3 separate regions of the Mus musculus genome follow, and all the other regions are linked to region 1. Evidence: chromatin contacts called from public Hi-C and Micro-C data. All regions are on one chromosome and are shown on one strand. The core of a region is the stretch at or near the end of the contact, and the rest is flanking DNA. Distances in the headings are between cores, read along the strand shown. Region 1 has its middle 23 kb from the start of Chst11. Region 2 overlaps Chst11 (carbohydrate sulfotransferase 11). Region 3 overlaps Chst11 (carbohydrate sulfotransferase 11).

Region 1 (4,828 bases), core at 1,293-3,792:
GGCTCCGTGGCCAGAAATCTGTCTGCAATACTGAATCTCAGGTTTAATGGGAGACCTTGTCTCAAGAAGAAAGGAAAGAGAGAAAGAAAGAAAGAAAGAAAGAAAGAAAGAAAGAGAGAGAGAGAAAGAGAGAGAGAGAAAGAAAGAAAGAAAGAAAGAAAGAAAGAAAGAAAGAAAGAAAGAAAGAGAGAGAGAGAAAGAAAGGGAGGAGACAAAAAGAGGAGGTAAAAGAAGGAAGGAGGAAGAAGGAGGGAGGAAGAAGGAGAAGGAAGAGAAAAAGGAAGGAGGAAGAAGAGAAGGTAGAGAGTGATAGAGAACACCCTTATGTTGTTGACCTTTGGCCTGCACACTCAAATGCACACCTGTGCACACACACACACCATCCCCACAAACACATACACATAAAACAAAATCATAGACTGTCTGAATGGTTTAAACAACCCTATCCACCCGACAGTCTTGAGCTTGCTGTGCAGCCAAGGATAACTTTGAACTTGTGACCTTCCTGCCCCTACCTCCCACGGGATTACAGATCTGCACCACTGTGCCCCATTTGCGTGACACCTGGGACCAACCCGAGGCTTCTTGTGTACCAGGCAAGCATGCTACCAATCGGGTTACATCCCCAGCCTCAGCACGTCACGTGACACTGAAGACTGAAACCCCAAGACCAGGGGACCAGTATGATGAGTTCTGGGCAGGTTTCTCCTCTGCATTGGCAGAAGGATATTAATCCCATTCACAAGGGCTCCACTTTCCAACAACATCTGCTCAAAGGCTCTACCTACAATACCATCACACTAGGGACAAGGGCTTCAATAAACCCCTTTCAGGGTGGGACCCAGATACTCAGTCCATGGCAATTTTTATTACATATCATTGCCTGGACTATGTGTGAAGATTTATCACTAGCTCTTCAGAATGGTCTGGCTGCTTAGATCTAGAATTTTCTGCAAGGCCAGACTATCCTTCGAGGATGAGAAAATGACTCAGTGGGGAAAGGCATTTGCCTTTCCTGATGGGTTCAGTCTCTGAAACCCACATAGGAGAAGAAAAGAACCGGCTCTCCCAAGCTGCCCAATGTGCTCCGCCATGGGGTATGCGTGTGTGTGTGTGTGTGTGTGTGTGTGTGTGTGTGTGTGTATTAGGGTTCTCTAGAGTCATAGAACTTACAGGTTGTCTCTATATATTAAGGGAATTTATTATAATGATTTACAGTCTGCAGTCTAACTAACCCAACAATGGGCAGCTGTGAATGAAAGCCCAAGAATCTAGTAGTTGGTCAGTCCCACAAGGGTAGGTGTGGTCTTCTGTATAAGCTGGACTCCTGAAGAAGTAGGTTCCATCAGATATGCTGTCAAGGAAGTGCAAGCAGTAGAAGAAGAGAGATCCTTCTTCCAAAGTCCTTATGTAGGCTTCCAGCAGGTGTGGCCCAGATTAAAGCTGTGTACCACCATGCCTGGATCTGAAACTTGCTCTGTCCCAGGCTGGCCTTGAACTCAAAGATCTGCTTGCCTCAGTCTCCTGGGATTAAAGGTATGTACTACCTTATCTGGGCCTAAACTTTTCAAAGCCACTATGCCTCAAGATCTGGATCAAAAGTATGCATCATCCCATGGGGAGATCCAGGTCTGAAGCCTGTGTCTTCCAGCCTCAGACAGACCTGGGTCACAGGTGTGTCTTTCATTTCTGGATTGTAGTTCATTCCAGGTGTAGGCTAGCTGACAACCAGGAATAGCAACCCAATGTGTATCTCTGTCTGTGTGCGTGTGTCTCTGCATGTGCCTATGTATGTGTGCGTTTCTGTGTGTATATGTTTGTATATGTGTTTACTTATGTGTGAGTATCTGTTTGTGTATGCCTATATATGTGTGCATGTGTGTCTGTGTGTTTGTGTACATGTGTTTGTCTGTGTGCCTGTGTATGTGTGTCTGTGTATTTGTGTATGTATATCTATGTCTATGTGTGTATGTATGAATGTGTGTGTGCCTATGTGTACATGTGTATCTATGTCTGTGTATATGTGTGTGTGCGCCTGTGTATGTGTCTGTGTGTGTGTATGTGCATCTGTGTATGTGTGCACACTACTATATAAATAAATGTAATGAGACTCTTCTCTTTACACTTCCTCTTCAACTCCCCCGATAGGACCCTCAGAAGCATTTGTGAAACACACATGTTAAAAGAACACAAAACAGACAGGCCTGGGTGAGTTTTAGGAGAGCAAGACAATCAACGCTCCCAGCACCTCTCTCTCCTAGCCTATGCTCTGTTTCACAGCATTTAGAGTGACAGCAGGAAGACCGGTGAGGACAGTGAGGATGGCTGAGTCACAGTGGGCAAATTCCTTCTCCACCTTAACACATCTCTCCTATTTCACATCCCACCCGTGAGTTCCTTGACCCTCTCTGTGAGTTAGGAGTTAGCAGCCTCTAAGGGGAAGTTGAGAATATTGACCGAGTCATCAACCCACAACACCCCTCACCCCACACCCACAGGCAGAGGGAACTCACTAGTCATCAGCAGTTGGTGGCTTCATCTGAGAGCAGACCCCTCTGAGTAAGGGTGACTGTCCCTCACATGGGCGGGTGTTCAAAGCCTTGTCTGAATGTTCCCGTGGGCCTTCTTCTCCTTCTCCCAGGATTCTTCGGGCATTGCTCATCCTCTAGTGGAGTTGCTAAAATTCCTGTCTTGGGAGATATGAAAACAACATCTACCCCTCTTCCCAAGGCCCCAGTTACAAACCAAGGTGCAGGCATGATTCCACCAAAGCTTGACTGGGGGGAACCAATGACATCCTTAGCCTCACTCATAGAGCAGTGTGTGGGGGATTATGGGCAAGGGCACACATCCTCACAGGGGGCCACACTGGAAGGTCTGTACCCAGCAGGGATTGTTATAGCCGGGCTCACCCAAGGGAAGTAGACCAGGACAAGCTCTTTGTGAATTTGAAGTTTTTATGGAGTCACACAGACCCAGCTGCAGGCATGCACTCTTGTGATTACAAGTCTGGAGGTGGTCCTGAGCTGAGTGAGCAGGAGGGTGATAAAGATAAAAACCCACAAGTTTGGTGCATCCCATTGATGGAGCTGTGACAGCTGTCAGCAAGCATGACAGGATATGCACTCTTAATAAGAACAGGGCACAGTTGTGTCACTACGGTGTCTCTAATTGATTGGAGAGCAGAAAGCCTTACCGTTACCGAAGCAGAACAAAGCAGGTTAGCAAAAGCTCTCCTGTAAGTACCATATGTGCCTGAGGGTCAGTCGGACCAAAGTTTTAGCCTAAGGTTGGGTCAGGATTTAGCAAATAGGCTTTTCTCACTTCGCGATAATGACTTCCCCAGGGCTGTGTGGACAGAATCCCCCTTCAAGGCATCCTTCAACACCTTCCCGGAAGATCACGTGCACTTAGGGCAGAATTTTGAACAGCTGGCTGAGAAGACAACTGAGCACTCAGGGAGGCTCTTATGACCTGTGAGGAGAGTCAAAAAGTCAGCGGTCCCAGTTGTGATGGCCTTCCATGAACAGACCTAGCAGAACTCCAGATGATGGCGGCTGTCTGGCTCAGATAGTCCACAACACACTACTCTACTGAGCTGTGCCACGTGGATAGTTTCAAATAAACAACTTCACCAGGTGTGGTGGTTTGAATAGGGTTAGCCCCCATAGACTCCCGTGTTTGACTGCTTGGCCCATAGCAGAGTTGGCACTATTGGGAGGTGTGGCCTTACTGGAAGAGGTGTGGCCTTGTTGGAAGTGCGTCACTATGTGGGTGGGCTTTGAGACTCCTATGGTCAGGCTCCTCTCAGTGTGGAAGAGCGCCTCCTAGCTGCCTACAGAAGAGAATCTCCTGAAGGATCAAGGTGTAGAACTCGCAGCTGCCAGCACACCGCCATGCTTCCTGCCATGATGATAACGAATTGACCCTCTGAAACTTTAAGCCAGCCCCAATAAAATGCTTTCAGTTCTAAGAGTTTCCTTGGTCATGGTGTCTGTTCACAGATAAAACCCTAAGACACCAGGCCAGCATAGTTCTGGAGTCTTGTGCCCCCAACCCTTAAAGGCTGAGCTTCAAGGAGCTGTTTATTCATCTAGGAAATCCACATCTCTTTCACTTGTGGGGAAAATAAAGCTAACGATCTTTGTTGTTGTTGTTGTTTTTATCGTGTCTTGTTTTTTTGAAACAGGGGTTTCTCTGTGTATCCCTAGCTGTCCTAGAACTAGCTCTATAAACCAGACTGGCCTCAAAATTGAACTCAGAGATCCTTCTGCCTCTGCCTGGAGTGCTGGGATTAAAGGCATTGGCCACTGCCACTGATGCCACTGCCACCCAGCTGAGGATCCTTTTGTATTCCAACCTCCCTGTGAATCTGATGTTCTACAGGGTTCCCGAGACATGTGAGTCAGAAAGACAGGCGGATCACCACCATCTTTGTAGTTACCTTAATTATTGCTCTGATTCTACTTTATTATTATTTTTTTTTTTAATTATTACTCTGACTCTACCAAACCCACCTATTCGGCCCTTCTTATTGCACACCCCACCCCACCCCCACCCCGCTGCCGCCCATGCCCATGAAAATTCCCCTTTCTCCACAACCCAGACAGGTGTTAGAACAACACCGTTTGTGCCAAACGATGCAGGGGTAACAGGGAATTCTGGATTCTTCAAGACCTGGTTGTAATCCCACAACAGAATCTTTGAAGAGTTACTTTATTTACATTGCTTTATTTTATTTTATTTTGGCTCCCTGGGTTGTCAGCTTTAGAAACTTCAGCCACAGTGAATTAAGAAACAGAAACAGTTCCGTCAGTGAAGCATGGGG
Region 2 (4,828 bases), core at 1,180-3,679, 190 kb before region 1:
TCATATAGTACTGCTGTGTGCTTGTGTCGGTGTGTGTATGTGCCACGGCATTTGCTTGGGGAATCAGAGAATAACTTTCAGGGTTTGGTTCAAGATCAGCCTGGACTGTCTCAAAATAAACACAAATAACAACAGTAAAAGCCTCCGCCCATTTTTCTTATATACCTGTGACATAACTTATTTAAGTAAAGCCCCTGTTTTTGTTTTATAGCATGTAGATTTTAGTGTCTTATTAGAAACCACGCAGCCCCTGACTGACCACTCAAGAGCTTTTAAGGTTTTCTTTCTGCATAAATCTGAAGTTGTTTTGAAACTATCTTAAAGATCTGTGCATGTGTACATGGTTGAGTGTGTGCGTGCACATTGGGGTGTGTGGTCCTCCGGCTGCATCTACTGTATTGTTGTAGAGGCAGTGTTGAGTTACTTACCTTCCCCTGAGTTGGTATCTCCATTAATCACAGAGACAGCATAGGGGCTGTTGTGGAGGGCCGTGAGAACTAAATCCACCAATACACGTGCAAACGTTTGTGGCCACAGACTCCCATGCTAGACATCTGTCTGCCCCTAGTTTGTGACAGCAAGCTATAGTCCAGAGCCCGTCATCATGGCCAGTCTTCAGAATGCTTGCAAATGGGAGAACAGGGCTGGAGGGTCTCAGCAAGCTCCCTCTGCCAAACAGACTGGGGTGCCAGAAGCACAGAGAGGGACCCTAACTCACACAAATAACCACGATTCTCTGTTTTAGTGTCTTTTGAGAATTATCAGGGGCCCCTGATGCCATGCCACTCTGGGAGGCGATAAGCAGAAACGTGACGACATTGTTGCCAAATTCAAGCGTGAGTGCAGAAACATGACGACATTGTTGCCAAATTCAAGTGTGAGTGCTTGCTTCCATTTCCACTGACAGTTAAGGGCAGGAAACGCAGAGCTGAGTGGCAGCCCCACCCTTTGACGTAAAGCTCTTGTGAAAAGAGATGGTGGCTTCTGTACAGAAGACTGCTGGGGCTGCAAACATCTGACAAAAACAGGTAAGGAAAAGTGTCTTTGGAGCTCTCTGGGAAATGGCCGTTCTGGGACAAAAAGAAGGGATCTAGAACTGTATTGATCTTGTGTCCCATCTCATCTTATCCTGGTCATATCTAAAGATCATCCGGGACCCTAGACAATTTAGTGCCTCTGGGGTGGAAGACTCTTTTAAGAGATCAGTCAACAACCATGGCTTAGTCACCCAAGAGTGAAGACAAGCAATCAACACGAAACGTTTAAGAAATGCCTCTGAAACTCATGCCTTGTTGGTCCTTGGATCCTGAAGCCTAGGACTCTTTTTAGTCTCACAGAACCAGAAAGGCTGCTGTCTTAGCTGTAAGTTGATGGCAACCAGATAGGAAAGGGGGTGCTTTGGAAACAAGGACCCACCCAACTGTCCGGCCAGATAGTGCAGAGACAGTAAAAAACAAGATTCAGTGTGTAAAACTGTTAAAGAAAATGGCGACATCCGACTGTCTGATTCTTTTTGGTTTTGGTGGTGGGTAAGTCCATAAAATACATTCAATATTGAAAGTGTAAAATTTAGTGTGAAGCTCCACAGCTTCTGCTCCAAAGGCCTATTTTAGCTTTTTAGAAGTCCATGGCTCTGGGCTTTGGGGCTGGTTAATTTTGGTGTCTGTTTTTTGGTTTTTGTTTGTTTGTTTGTTTGTTTGTTTGTTTGTTTTTTGTTTTTGCATGTGTAGAGAACCTTGGAGTTGGCTCCCAACACCCCAAGACCAAGTTCCCGGCACAAAAGAGATTTCTATGCCCCAGAGGGACAGAGGGCAGGGAATGAGAGACAAAACAGGAGCTAAAGTGGGAGAAGGGGAGGAAACAAGGGAGAGGGGGCAGAGGTGGCCCAGAGGCAAATGGGGGTTTATAAAGGTAAAAGGGGAAACTCTGTGTTAGGGTGAGGCATTTATTAATTAGGTGAGCCAAAGGGAGCTTTTGATTGCTGGACTTCAGTATTTGACAGGGACCTTGATACCACAGGAGGAAGTGGCCAAATAAGGGAATAGACCTTGGTAACTAGCTTTAGGAATGTAACCTAGCAATTTTTAGTAAGGCAGGGGAAATGGGGTGTAGGGCCAAAGCCTTCCAGAGCCATGTCTGTCATGCTCAGACAGGCTAGAACTATCGTAGCATGCCCTACCCCCTTTAAAGAATAGTTCATAAAATTAAAAACAAAGAAATGAAAACCCTCAAAAGGTAACACTAATAAAAAACCCAAAGGCTCCACTTAGAGGATTCTCTGGAAACCACAGTTGCACGCCTTGACTGGAAGTCTCAAAGTGTCCCACAGAAAGTGACGCATCATGACTGAACTTGTGTGGACCCAGCTCTAGAAGCAAGCATCTGCCTTTTTATTGGAACCATTATGAATCACCTACTCCGTCCTTGAGCCTTCTGTATTCAAGGGAATAGATAAGTATCTACCACAATACAGCTAACTGTCCCATAGCCTGGTCTCCGGACTGTGACCGGAGACATCTGACTCTCAGAAAGTCTCCAGTCAGCCCCATGAATCATCGTGTGGAAATGCCAGCTCCTATTAGAACTCTGGTAACTTCCTGCTTGAAAAGTTCACGAAAGACACAAGAGGAATTTTGGAAACAACCCCCGTCTCAGTGAGTGTCCAAGCAGAGGGTACAGGACCAGCCCCAGCACGGCTTCTAATTTTGACCCAGCTTGCTCCACAGGGAAGTCCACATACATAGGAAAGAACCGTTTATCAGCTCTGCCACTGTGGTCCTCTCTGCTATTTCCCAGGTGATTTGCATTCCTCGGGTCTCACATCCACCATGCCTCCTTCACAGTGGGCTTGACAGCAGTATTTACTCACGAGACGGGGACGTGGCTGCGCTAGCCTGAGAGACATACCAAGGGAGGCCACACAGCTAATGACTCTTTAAATCCCTGGTCACCGACTCTAACATTATACCTAATGATTAATGTTTTTGAAAGTACAGAAAAGGTGTTTGAAATTTATCATCAGTTAATAAATCACAGCTTATTTTTTCCCTCCTCAATAAAAAGCAGCTAACAAACCCAAGGCAAGCATATATATTAAAAGTCATAAAATGTGTCTGAGTTTCTTATACCAAACAACCTAATTTGCTTATACATAAATATCAAGGGATAGAAAAGCAGGCTTTCGAGCCAGAGTGAATGAAAGAGCAGGCAGTCATATCACACCCTGGCTTGCAGGAGGCTGGATATTAAGGTCTTTTAGGTCCTACACCTCATGTTTCGGGAGCAATAAGACAAATGAGGTTTTGCACATTTATTTCAGCATAAATTAACACTAACCATCTGGATGGATAAGATAACCCAATAGCCATAAAAACTTGGCAACTTCCACTGGAAGAAAAATTGCTTGGGAGCCAAGAATGGGGGTGGGGGGATCTACACAAGGTTTATTGGAGGAATCCCAGCCCAATCGCAGGGCTCCGAGGCTCCCTTAAGCACAGTACGCTGCCGGGGCGGCCAGCTGTTGGGGGAGAGGTTATGGGGCCAGCAATCCTTCAGAGCTGCACAGCCTTTCACTAACCAACAGTACCTTGTTCTTAAAGCTGGGCATCCCCATGACCCTCAGATGGAGGAAGGCTCAGTGTTTATCATTTCCATGTAAAGATGGCAGAATTGGGGCGTCAGGAGAGTGAGCAGCTCTGAGTTCAAGGCCAACACAACATTCTTTTAACTACCCCATCTGGGTACCCATGCCCACACCTATCCACCCATCCATCCATCTGTCCATTCATCCACCAATCCATCATCCACCCATCCATCTATCCATCTATCCCTCCCTCCCTCCCTCCCTCCCTCCCTCCATCCATCTATCCATCCATCTGTCCATCATTCACCCATTCATCCATCTGTCCATCTATCCACCCACCCCTATTTCATACCAATTCTTATTTGTTCTGTGATCCTTCTCGAAAGAAAAATGGGAAGGCTCATTCTTCATGCCCACATACCAATGCACACAGCAATGTACACAGCACCACTGTACACAGCACCACTGTACACGGCACAGCTGCCCGGAAGGGATCCTTTTCTCACTAATAATGCACCAGCCCGGGGCCCGGGCACGCTTACCTCCCGGTTCAGCTTTATCGCTACACTCCTCCCATGTGTCCTCTGCTGGTTTTCCCTCCAGCATGTGCTAAGGCAGTCAAGTGCTAAGCATATGGGATCACTCTTTCACCTCCCTGCCCTTCTCCACTGCAGGCTTGGTAGGATTCCAAGTCCTGCAGCCTGGCTTGCTTGATGGAATTGAATCATTGGCTGGCTTTTCCCACACATATGAAGGCATACTTTCTTTCTTTCTTTCTTTCTTTCTTTCTTTCTTTCTTTCTTTCTTTCTTTCTTTCTTTCTTTCCTTTTTTTTTTTTTTAGATTTATCTATTTTATTTATATGAGTACACTGTAGCTGTCATCAGACACACCAGAAGAGGGCATCTGATCCTATTACAGATGGTTGTGAGCCACCATGTGGTTGCTGGGAATTGAACTCAGGACCTCTGGGAGAGCAGTCGGTGCTCTTAACCACTGAGCCACCTCTCCAGCCCTGAAGGCAAATCTTCAACCTACACTCTCTTATTCACCTGTATCTTCCTTCATTCATCCAATAAATAGCTATTTATGTAGGAATAATTAATAATAACAGGAATTATTAACTGCCCAGCTATAGGCCTAAGAGATAAAACAATGAATAAAATTCAGACGTCAGATAAAACTGTAGACTCTAGACATTTGCCCTACATGTGGCAGTCTGGTGCTGGCAAAGTGGGGAGGGGCC
Region 3 (4,828 bases), core at 991-3,490, 130 kb before region 1:
TGCAGAAAACGCCACCCAGGTCTGGGTGAGGAACGTAACCACAGACTCCTTCCAGCCCTCCACCACGGTAGCATCTATCAGTGTAATATTTTCAGCTGGATGGACACCTCTAAGGAGCGAGAACCACCATCCAACAGCAGAGTTCTTAGAGGTGACTTCTGCTTAACCTAGCTCCAAGCCAGGACATAAAGTCCTCTCCTGCCTTGGCCGGACACCAGACTCTGAAGAAAGGAAACTGCCAGCTGAAAATGCTTATAGCACATCTACTGTGGGTTCCACACCACTCCATGGCCTCAGCTCTGCTATCTGGGTCCATGGCCCCATGCCCAGGCTGGGCCCATGCCTCGCCTTTGACATATTAGGGGAAGGAGAGTCTTCTGGAAGCTTTTTTTTCTACCTGGAGGAGCCGTGTCAAGGCTCCCTCTTCCTACAGGCTAGCAGGGTAAGAAAGACCCAGTCCTGTCATTTAGTAGTACGTGATCTTGGCGCACTGTGCAGCCTCTTAAAAACTTAGCTACCTTCTAAAAAAGTGAGGTTATCAAGAGACCTTCATCTGGAAGGGGGACTTGTAAAGGCTCAGTGAGGGGTTGGAGCATGCGTCACTGGTAGGAAAAATGGCTGCTCAGTGTTCAAGGGGCCTTGGGTTCCATCTCCAACCCAACAAAAGCAAGAGCAATGACCCTTGTTTAGAAAAGGTCTAGAATAGTCACAGATATGTATTCCATGTTCAGTAAACACCAACTGTCTTTCTCCTTCCTCCCTTTCTTCTTCACTCCATCCTTAATCCAGTGCATCCCTGGAGGAGAAAGTTCACTTCAGCACACCAAGAGACTGCCCCGTAACTGAGGGAGCAGGACCGCAGAGTTTCAGCCATATTCAGCAACACATCACCCAGAACACTTCTAGATCCCTAAACATCTGGACCCAGGGACTCCAGGAAGCCCCGTTCAGACCTAGCTATGCTGCTTGCAAGTTCGTGGCCAGCACTGAGCCACGCACCCTGCCCCCTTAGAATGCTCTAATAACAGGGCAGGCACACATGCTAAAGAAAGACATGGCAGGGCAGGCCAAACCGCATGAATGATACTGTGAAGATTTCAGGGAAGCCATGAGAGGCCGGGAGGTGGGGAGGCAGGAGGACAAGCTGTCTCACCCTCGATGGCATTCAGGGACAATTACACCCTCTCAACCAGCTGAGAGCAGTTCTCTGCCCTGTGGGTCAGCACTGACTGAGCGGGGGCAGCCTGCAGATGGCTCGGCCCACAAGTCTGTGGTTGGCAACTCCTGAACTTTCGGTGACTCGGCGCCAGCTGATCCAATCAGCAATTATGTTTTATTTTGGGGCCAGGGAGACAGCAGAGAACCAGGAAAATTATAAGACATTACAGGGCTATTTTGCTAAGAATATCGACTGGGAAGGATTTTTTTTTCTTAACCAATTGTTCTTTGGATGGTTTGGGGGTTTCAGTGCACTAAGAAAGCCCCAGATGCTGAAGTCAGAGTAGAGGCAACTGCCCCTGGGCTGATTTCACTCTTTATCCAGGGAAAACCTTGTTGGATATACATCTGTTTGCAGGAGGGGGTTGGTTCCTGCCAAGAGGATTTCGAGGGTAATAGTCACCAGTACCAGTCACTAGTAACTGCGTGCAATTTCCCCGTTCCTTCTGTGGTTGGATCCTCACTGCTTCCTACTAGTGATCTGGGCTCAAATAAATCATATACAATTATTAGTTTCACTTCTCTATCCATAAGAGGGGAAATACCATCTAGCTCAGAGCTTACCATACATATTCAGTGAGCTGAATCCAAGACCCAGGAAGTGTCTGGCCTAGCCTATGTATCCGAGATAACTAAGAAGGCGCTTCTTGAGCCGAGCATGGTGGCACACGCCTTTAATCCCAGCACTTGGGAGGCAGAAGCAGGTGTATTTTTGAGTTCGAGGCCAGCCTGGTCTACAAAGTGAGTTCCAGGACAGCCTGAGCTATACAGAGAAACCCTGTCTCAAAAAACAAAAACAAAAACAGAAGGTGCTTCTTGCTGTTAGGTGAATTTCTTGTCATAAAAAAATAAATGGTCTCATTTTTACCATCCTGTTACTAAGACCAAAGAGACACTCAGCAAAAAAAAAAAAAAAAAAAAAAAAAAAAAAAAAAAAAAGCTGCGAACACCATTTCTGGGAGCCGTTCAGGTTAGAGCGATCAGAGAGTTTGCCACTTGCCTCAGTGACTACACTGTTCCAGGCTCGGCAGCTGAGCTGGTAGGAAACTATGAGAATGTGCAGGGGAGCTCAGCCCAGCGTTAAGCCTGGAGATGACTCAGGAAGGCAATGCTGTCTAAGCTCATCAGCATGTCCCCATCTTAAACTCCGCAGCCCACCGCTAACCAGGGCTGCTTCTTCAAAAACAAACCCTGCTTAAGGACTGCGCGGGGACGGGGCACAACTGCCACTTGTAAAGGAAACTAGACCCAGAAAACTACATCCACAGGAAATGGGGTGATCTTCCTGAAGAGTGTTTGCTTGATGGGCTGGAGAGGCCAGACAGTGTGCCCAAGATGCCCTTAAAGGATAGTGACTCACTTACCAGTGCCCTCCTCTGGTTGTGTTAGTGAATGTGCCTTTCACTAACACAACACTCACTATCGCTGTGAGGAGGGATGACAGGAGATGGGATAGTCACCTTTCCTCTGACTGGTCTGCCAAAAAAAACAGACAAGGCCGTCTGTGCACACCAGTCCTGGGACAGAGCAAGTACCCATCGCAGGTGGCTATATTAGCTTCAGTGCCCTCTATGCCCAGTCTCTGACATGCCAGGGGGTCAGTGAGGGAACAAACCAGGAAAGCACAAGCCCCATAGCAGGCAGCCAGCACAGAAGGTCACTGCACCGCCTCTTGAATACAGCAGTTGGTATTAGTCCCCGAATGTCATAAAAGAGGGATGGCAGTCAAAGCGTGGTTATGTGGCCTGTGCAAGGTCACAGAGCTAGGAAATGATGTCACTGGACTTTGACACCAAGTCTGACTCTGAAATTGAGGAAAGTGACAGTTCACAGTCATCCTCCAGAGTTCCAGAGGCATGCTGGGAAACGGGCACCTAGTGCAGGCACCTTCCGGTTTGCGCAGCTAGAGACGTGGGAAGAGGGAACCTGAACCCTGAACTTTTGCTCTTTCAAATGTCACAGATACTTGGGGACCCCAGACATCAACCAGGCCCAGTGTTAGGCACCGGATGTATATGGTAGGCAAGACCCAGTCCATGGGCTTTCTACCCAGAGGGTCAGCTACAGTAGAAGTGGCTCTGCCTATGCATCTTGCATCTTGTGCTGTTCATCAATACAGGATGTCCAGAGGGAGTGCGGATGGTTCTGATGGAGTAGCCTGGGTGAGTTTCAATAGAGCATATCAGAAATTCTATGTGTGGCCAAAGCCTGCTTGATCTTTTTATAAAGATGACAGAGTAGACAGGCTAGGAAACTTACTCACAATGGCCAGGTCACGGGGGCAGCAAAGGAACCCATATCAAATCCCCCTTGAGTCTCTCTCTGCAAAAGCCAGCAGAGGAAGCCTCAAGAGGCATTGAGTTTGCAATCCTCACCTAGAGCCTCAAGACAGAGAATCAACAGGGCGCCACTGAACACCATTAGGTCACCAAGGGTGCCCGGATTCTAGTCCTATTTTTCCCCCAGAAGGGAGCACAGGTGGAAGGCTCGAGGGAGAAAGTGGAGCCAAGAAGCTTTGAAGTTTGTGCCTTTGCAATCACTCTAAGAATCTGTCCTCGCTGAGATCCGAGCATATTATCTTCTCCCTCAGGCACCACGTTCTATGGAAATACATAATTGAGATGGAGCACAAAGTGAAGCCCTGAGATCACGCGCAGGCCATCTCTCCTCAGCACGCACTCATTTCTCAGCAGTTACCAAGGTCTGTGGGCATTGGCTCGGTCCCTCAATCAGGAGCGACACTAACAGACATTCCGACAGAGGGACGGGCTCAAGAGTCTCCACACCAACTCAAGTGGCCTGAGGTTACTGCGATGGTGAGCAGGCCTCCTGACTGCTCCTCACTTCCCATGGAAGGCACAGTCCACTCCCCACCCCAACCGCCACACTCGCCACCTTGTTAAACGAATCAGTCAAAAAAACCAGCAACAGCTACTTTACACCCACGCCCCAACCAGGGGTCTTCTGTAGCGAGGTCATCACTGGGTCTCACTCACTGCACTCGGAGTTTATCCATGTGCACACCTTTCTGGGGGTACCAGTGGAGAGTTGCACAAGCTTGCAGACTTTTGAAGTTCAGAGTCCCATTGCTAGGACCTGGGACGATGTCACACGAGATTTGTTTATATTGCATATGCATCTTATGTACAGTGTCCTGAGATAACTTTGTACAGTATTTCAGTGCACCTGCATTTTGACTGTGATCCATCGCATAATATCAGACACGGGATTTTCCACTTGTGGTACCGTGAGGCTGCTCACAAGGGTTTGAGTTTGGGAATGTTTCCGGTAAAGGATGCTGAACATGAAGGCAGGAAAGGGCATGTCAAATCCCCAGAACATACACTGATAGCAACGAGGACCGGGGTCCTACCTGGATGGGATTGTAGAGCTCCTGCAGGGGACTTCTCGATCCCTTCCGGCAGCAGATGTCCACACCGAAGGGGTTCCTCCGCATGACTGGGGAGAAAAAGTGAAGCTCATCAGAAAACAGCTATAAAGGCCTGCTGTCTGTCAGAGGCAAAGGCATCTGGGAGGGAGGAAGAAACAGGATGCAAAGAGGAAGGAGCAGCTTCTAGCAAAGAGCCCACTGCTGTCCAGGCCACAACAG

Evidence for each region. Hi-C and Micro-C count contacts between places; a contact is called where the count stands out from the background.
Region 2: a contact with region 1 is called in a Micro-C map of embryonic fibroblasts, with 4 times the contacts expected there. The contact joins two enhancer-like sites. A contact is called at or near these places in 10 of 39 promoter capture datasets (the 3T3-L1 cell line, the HPC-7 cell line, cranial neural crest and 7 more), 3 of 484 Hi-C or Micro-C datasets (bone marrow-derived macrophages, embryonic fibroblasts and macrophages) and 7 of 115 datasets of contacts at active chromatin or transcription factors (embryonic fibroblasts, embryonic stem cells, fetal liver and 2 more).
Region 3: a Hi-C map of bone marrow shows a contact between it and region 1, with 1.6 times the contacts expected there. The contact joins two enhancer-like sites. A contact is called at or near these places in 1 of 15 datasets of contacts at CTCF or cohesin (CD8 T cells), 9 of 484 Hi-C or Micro-C datasets (the G1E-ER4 cell line, bone marrow, bone marrow-derived macrophages and 4 more), 3 of 115 datasets of contacts at active chromatin or transcription factors (CD8 T cells, embryonic basal ganglia and stem cell-derived neural progenitor cells) and 2 of 9 other capture datasets (bone marrow-derived macrophages and embryonic stem cells).

What each region holds. Positions count from the first base shown.
Region 1 is chr10:82,960,450-82,965,277 of GRCm38.p6, reverse strand. No RefSeq gene overlaps it. Among named protein-coding and RNA genes, the nearest start is that of Chst11, 23 kb to the left of the region's middle. Within about 2 kb of position 2,542, at least 67 of the 459 cell types and tissues checked have an H3K27ac peak or open chromatin away from gene starts, as enhancers often do. A contact at or near this core is called in CD8 T cells, the G1E-ER4 cell line, the HPC-7 cell line and 3 more, where this site is marked.
Region 2 is chr10:83,150,137-83,154,964 of GRCm38.p6, reverse strand. All of the region lies in intron 2 of Chst11 (carbohydrate sulfotransferase 11), which reads right to left. Among named protein-coding and RNA genes, the nearest start is that of Chst11, 170 kb to the right of the region's middle. Within about 2 kb of position 2,429, at least 86 of the 459 cell types and tissues checked have an H3K27ac peak or open chromatin away from gene starts, as enhancers often do. A contact at or near this core is called in the HPC-7 cell line, bone marrow-derived macrophages and embryonic fibroblasts, where this site is marked.
Region 3 is chr10:83,091,918-83,096,745 of GRCm38.p6, reverse strand. Chst11 (carbohydrate sulfotransferase 11) reads right to left here. Exons shown (of 3, transcript NM_021439.2): 2 at 4,592-4,677. Among named protein-coding and RNA genes, the nearest start is that of Chst11, 110 kb to the right of the region's middle. Within about 2 kb of position 2,240, at least 74 of the 459 cell types and tissues checked have an H3K27ac peak or open chromatin away from gene starts, as enhancers often do. A contact at or near this core is called in CD8 T cells, the G1E-ER4 cell line, bone marrow and 1 more, where this site is marked.